Linked DNA regions of Hordeum vulgare: region 1 is linked to region 2. A link is a contact called in public Hi-C data. All regions are on one chromosome and are shown on one strand. The core of a region is the stretch at or near the end of the contact, and the rest is flanking DNA. Distances in the headings are between cores, read along the strand shown. Region 1 holds the start of LOC123449790 (exosome complex exonuclease RRP44 homolog A). Region 2 holds the start of LOC123449788 (cytochrome c-type biogenesis CcmH-like mitochondrial protein).

Region 1 (2,975 bases), core at 461-2,960, 140 kb after region 2:
TCATCCCCTCTTGTAGATGGACATCACCATGATAGGTCTTCGTGCCCGTAGGAAAATTTTTGTTTCCCATGCGACGTTCCCCAACACTCGCCGCGCTAGGGTTTTCGGCGGCTGCGGCGGCGGGGGGCTCACGGCTGTACAGCGGGGTGAGCGGGGTGCCGGTCTGCGCGTCCATGGTGGCAGGGGCGCTGGCGCCGGCGCGCGGTGCGAAGGAGGAAGAAAGAGAGAGAGTTCGCGCGCGCGCTCGAGTCTGCCGCGCGCGGAAGTGTGCACTCCAAATTACCAGCGCGGGATGAGGCTATGGACAGCGCGCCCAACTTGTTTTAGCGCGCGCACGATTTTTACGCGCCCGCCGGAGCATCCCGCCGCGTCGCGCGCGCTAAAAGGGGATATTTTTGGACGCGACGCTTGTTTTGCGCTGCTGTTGGAGATGCTCTAAGTGCACACCAAAACACCATACTCTAACAATTGGCACCCGTAGTTTTTTTAAGACGGTGTTTGGTCCATGGACTACACAAAATTTCTATCTCTTCAAGACTATTTGAACACCAAGAAATGTGAAAAAGTACATGATTTTCAAACAGACGAATTCTACACTTTGCATTTGGTAGAAAACAAAACACATAACATCCGCATGATTGGGGAGTGAGACTAGACAAAGATAGAATGAAAGTGTGTTGTACTATCCATATTAATAATTACCATTATTTAGTATGAATTACTTCAGAAAAATAAATAAAAAAGGGGCTTGAACTTACTTAAGATTCCTATGAAATAGGGATGGATGTCTATTGTGTGAAGTACAGTAGTAATTTTATAGGATACCAAATCAAACTTTAGACAAAAAATCACTAACATCCACAACACCAAATCAATTCCACTGGAATCACCATTCAATATATTTTCATACCACGTATATTTTTTTATTGTGAAAGTTTAGATTTTTTTTGAGAAACTGGGCAAATTTTATAAAGTTTGACATAGAGCAAAACTAGTATGCGAAGTACATAAAAACGGAGCGAGTACTACTAGAAATCGACCGAGGCCGCCAGAAGCGAAGGACCTGAAAGGATGATCAAAAGTCCAAAATCACTCGTGAACCAACTTTTATTTAAATGGTTAGGAGAACAACGGTGTTCCGTATCCATTAAAATTAATTATTTTAGATATTTTATGTGCATCCAGATGTTTCTGTCAACTAAAAAATGTCCATGACAACTTTATCAATCTTAAAATAAAATGCTGGTTTAATTTTTGGAAGGCACTATATGGATAGAATGTACTTCATCTGTTCCTAAATATAAGTCTTTTTAGATATATCATTAGGGGACTACATACGAAACAAAATTAATCAATCTATATTTTAAAATATGTCTATATACATCCGTATGTAGCCCCTATAAAAACTTCTAAAAAGAATTATATTTAGGAACGGAGCGGGGTGCCGGTCCGCGCATCCATGGTGGCAGGGGCGCTGGCGCCGGCGCGCGGTGCGAAGGAGGAAGAAAGAGAGAGAGTTCGCGCGCGCGTTCGAGTATGCCGCGCGCGGAAGTGTGCGCTTCAAATTACCAGCGCGGGATGAGGCTATGAACAGCGCGTCCAACTTATTTTAACGCGCGCACGGTTTTTGCGCACCCGCTGGAGCATCCCGCCCCAGGTGAGAGTGAAGTCTAGAAACACTCCGCTCGGCTCGAATCAAAAACCCAAACCCAGACCCAGGTTAAGCTCAACCCGGTGCTAGACGACCACGGCACGCACCAAACCTATTAAACCGCTTCACTCCTTCACCGCCGCCGCCGCCATTCGCCGCCGAAGGTCTGCCCCCCACCCGTCTTCCTCGCGCCCCCCGCCGCCGCCGCTCCCCAGCGCCCGGCCGAGCTCGCCAAGATGCTGCAGAGCAAGTCGTTCGTCAAGAAGACGAAGCAGGGCCGCGTCGTCAAGGTCCGCCGCTCGGCACCGCAACCACCGCCTCGCCGAGGCCCCGCCGGAACCCTAGCTAACCCCCTCCCCCCGTCTGCGCAGGTGGTCCGGGAGCACTACCTCCGCGACGACATCCCCTGCGGCGCCTTCTCCTGCCCCTCCTGCGACGCGGCCGCCCGCCGCCTCAACGCCGACGCCGCCGCCATCCTCGTCGTCGACACCAACGTCGTGCTCCACCAGGTGCGTGCCCCTGCTCTCCCGCTCCCGCTCCCGCTCCCGCCTCTCGTATCTAGCGTGCCTTGTAGGGTCGGGGGTTCCGACTGCTGATGCTCTGAGAGGTTGCTGCAGATCGATTTGTTGGAGAATCCGGCGATTGAGGATGTCGTGGTGCTGTCGGTGGTGCTGGACGAAGTGAAGAACAAGAACCTCTCCGTGTACAACAGGCTCAAGACGCTGTGCACCAACACGGCTCGGAGGTTCTTCGTGTTCACCAACGAGCACCACAGGTACGCCTGAATTCCACCCTTGGTTCTCCGAATGGTCGTTTTGGTCGATCAGTAGGTGTGAGTTTAGGCTCTGGCATATTTGCTTGCTTCCTATCTGAAGCAGAACTCGTTGAGATTTCTAGTCGATGGAGTGGTGCAGATAAACGAAGTACTAGCTATGAAAGTATAATTCCTGCATCTGATGTGTGTTCTCTGGCCACATTTCTTAGAGTAACTAAGCTGACGTGCAGTAAATTCTTCGAAGTGGGCCAAGTTGATTTTGTCTTTCCTAAAACTGTGTTCAAGTGGTGTGCCCTCTCAACTGCATTTATCTTTGCCACGTATGGCACTTAGACCTGAACTTGACCACTATTAACAAGATTGTATCGGCAAAATTTCTCTGCACGAGTTGCACTACAAATGTGCAAGTACTTATCTGCAACTAATTAGTAATTCTGCTTTTGTTCTTTGAGACGTGCATAAGCTGCCCACATCAGAACTTGCATCTGCTTAGCATCAGCGATGTTATTCTTCCCTGTTCATATGATTAGGATTACTCATTTACTGAAA
Region 2 (2,902 bases), core at 364-2,863:
TTCAACTGTCCTAACATAGAAATCACAGTCGATACATGAAGCATTTAATTCAGGGAATTAGATACTTCGATATTTCAAAGTCTTCATTTTTATCATGCTCTGCTGCAGCAAAGAAATATTTTACCAAGCACGAAATAGAGCGGTTCAAATAAGTATTGGTATCTCTATACAGACTGAGCTAGGGCGTTACTAAGTACTACCTCCATCCCAAAATATGAGACGTTTTTGTAGGCTGTCTCTATTCAGGGAAAAACATCATCATGCAAAAGTTTGTGATGATGGAATGTGCCTGGGTTCACCAAGACACACAATGCATGCATAAAACGAACAAATAATATGCTCAAAAACTGCAACTGATATTACTTCTAGCATAATAAAAGCATGAACACCATGTAGAAATACTAATTAAGGCTCACCGGCGATAACCATATGGCAGCAGTTTGAAGATCAAATTTAGGGGCATATAGAACTGTTTCTCCAAAGTCTTCTTCTAGTTTTTTGTATATCTCCTTATCACTCTTTCCAGATTTTATTTCATCACGAATTAGCTGCAAAAATGACAAATATGTCAGTTCTTGAGGCCGTGAAGCTTCCCATGACATATTGGGTGTAAGGCGATAATATTTCGATCCTTTAAAACATATAAACCAAGGGCGTTTATTGACGTCGAGAACTCAAGATTAAATTTTGCTCTTGTATATGTAGTACATGGTGCAAATAAATGCTTTTGAATCAGAAAACAGTTTTCTGGTATAGCAAAGGGTAATAAAAATTAATATTATAGCTGAAAAGGTAGAAATATCATCCAAGTTTAAGAAACCTAGTCAAGTAAAAAGGCACGTAAATGTATATAATCGAGGAACCAAACCAGTTGCGGCATACCAAAACCATCTTTATCATTCCGAAAAGGACATACAGACAGACTAGTTCTTCAAAAAAGAAATTATGATAGCAAATATCATTTCAAGTTTCTCAATCCTATTTTGCATTTAACTACTGGGTGCTGGTGAACACATTTTATGTTACGCCATGATTGATCAGTCCAAGAGCCTATCCCAACTTGTTTGGGACTGAAACGCGTAGTTGTTGTTGTTGTATTGATCAGTACAGGGTCTCAAGTACAAGTGTTACCTCAGCTAAGAGTGTTATTGAATTTCTAATCTTAGTTACGTTTTGTTAAGATCAAGAGAACAACAAAGCAAAGGTCGGATCCTGTGGAAACATGAAAAGGTATACAGGAATAAGCAAAGCTCTGCTACTAAAAGTTTGACAACTAACTGAACCAACAAGGTCAGGCAGCCAATCACTGTGAGGTTATAGAACGAAAAGTACCCTTCTAAGGAGAACTGCAACATCTGCTTGTGAATCTTCAATGGACTGGCTGCCACACTCAGTGCACCGTACATTGTGGCTAATATTTCTTGCACGGTCTTCAACAACCTGCCGCTGCTTCACATCCTCTTCACTAGCCATGGTCAAGGTAATGTTATCTGTATGAACTGTAACAAAGTAGCTGCATATAAGAAACTGAAGAAATAAAATGTTATTTATGTACTTAGTGTACAAAATAATACCACCAAGGTTCTAGAAATAAAACAGATCACAACCATTAGGATTAAGTTACTATGACAAGACTAAACTATCAAGCTTGGCAAAGTTTTACTCTTGTCTTTTGCTGATTCAAGCTACAATATATTCTTGAAGCAGTTGGTGAAGAAAACAGGGTTTGCTGGTCCCAGCTTGGAACATGCCTTTTGCTGGTTCACAAAGATCTTCACAATTATACCAGAACAAAGGTTGTTCAGATATTTCTTATAGTGCTGAACAGAAATGGTAGCAGATAGTAGCAGCTCTTCAGACAAAATATGATCACAAACAGAATTACTATTGTCCCAGAACTAATCTAGTTAGAAATTCACAGACTAACAAATACATTATGAGATTTTTATTTTCAATTAGCCCAGTATACCCTATAATGTTTGTAGAATAACCGATACTTTCTACTAGAATTCATGACACGGCATTCTTTAAAGATCAGGCTCACCAAACCTCTCGTCCACTGTGGACCCATATGAGTACATATTCAAGCGCATATTAACCAATGTTATACAACATACTGGAAGTTCATGAGCTGCTCGAGCCTCGAGTTCTGAGTAGAGCTCTAATTTTATCTTAGCGTATCTGAGGAAAAAAGGGCCAAGTCTTTATCTCAGTGCCATCTGTGAGCCAAAGACTTGCCTATTACATGTTGGTCATAGAGCAAAAAACAAATAACTGTGGCGCACAACAATGATGGTTGTGACCTCACTTGTAAAGTAATAACTAATAACTATCCACCACAGATCAGACTAATTAACTAGAAGTAGCAAAGTATATTTTGGACAAGTTATCTCTCGGGATAAGCATATAATGTTCAGGGAAGCATCTGTAGGTCTGGGCAGACAGGCAGAACCCTTCTAAAATTTAAGGTAAGCAAGTGAAAACGACTAATAGCTGTTGACTGTTGAGCATTGCATCCTACCGAGTGACATATGCAGCTGCTATTTGCAGGGTTTTTTTATGTATGGCAACTTTGTCATAAAAAAATTATTTTAAGGAAATGTACAAAATGACTGACATGTGAACTGTATATTACACAAGAATTTGTTTCTACACTTCTCATCGCCTTAGAAAATAGTAATAACCAAGAACCAAGGAGAATATCCTCGACGGCAGCTTTTGGAAAGAGAAAATTGCATCGGAACTCCCAAAGCTGTCATTGTCTTTCTCAGTTGGCCCCCTCAACTCGTTGTCAGCGGCCACCGTTCTTAAACTAACACAATTTTCTCACTCTAGTAAGCTCACTGAGGTGGATGTTGGCGTCGCAATTTAGCTTGGATGAATGTTGAGATAGACACTACTG

The links. A called contact is a pair of places that touch in the nucleus more often than the background predicts.
Region 1: a Hi-C map of leaf shows a contact between it and region 2, with 8 times the contacts expected there. The contact joins the promoter of LOC123449790 here to the promoter of LOC123449788 in region 2. A contact is called at or near these places in 2 of 6 Hi-C or Micro-C datasets (both in leaf).

The regions. Positions count from the first base shown.
Region 1 is chr4H:589,210,280-589,213,254 of MorexV3_pseudomolecules_assembly, forward strand. LOC123449790 (exosome complex exonuclease RRP44 homolog A) reads left to right here and starts at 1,711. Exons shown (of 24, transcript XM_045127123.1): 1 at 1,711-1,941; 2 at 2,023-2,160; 3 at 2,269-2,426. The coding sequence starts at 1,888.
Region 2 is chr4H:589,069,730-589,072,631 of MorexV3_pseudomolecules_assembly, forward strand. It overlaps LOC123449788 (cytochrome c-type biogenesis CcmH-like mitochondrial protein), which reads right to left and starts at 1,614. Exons shown (of 3, transcript XM_045127120.1): 1 at 1,333-1,614; 2 at 417-548. The coding sequence starts at 1,473.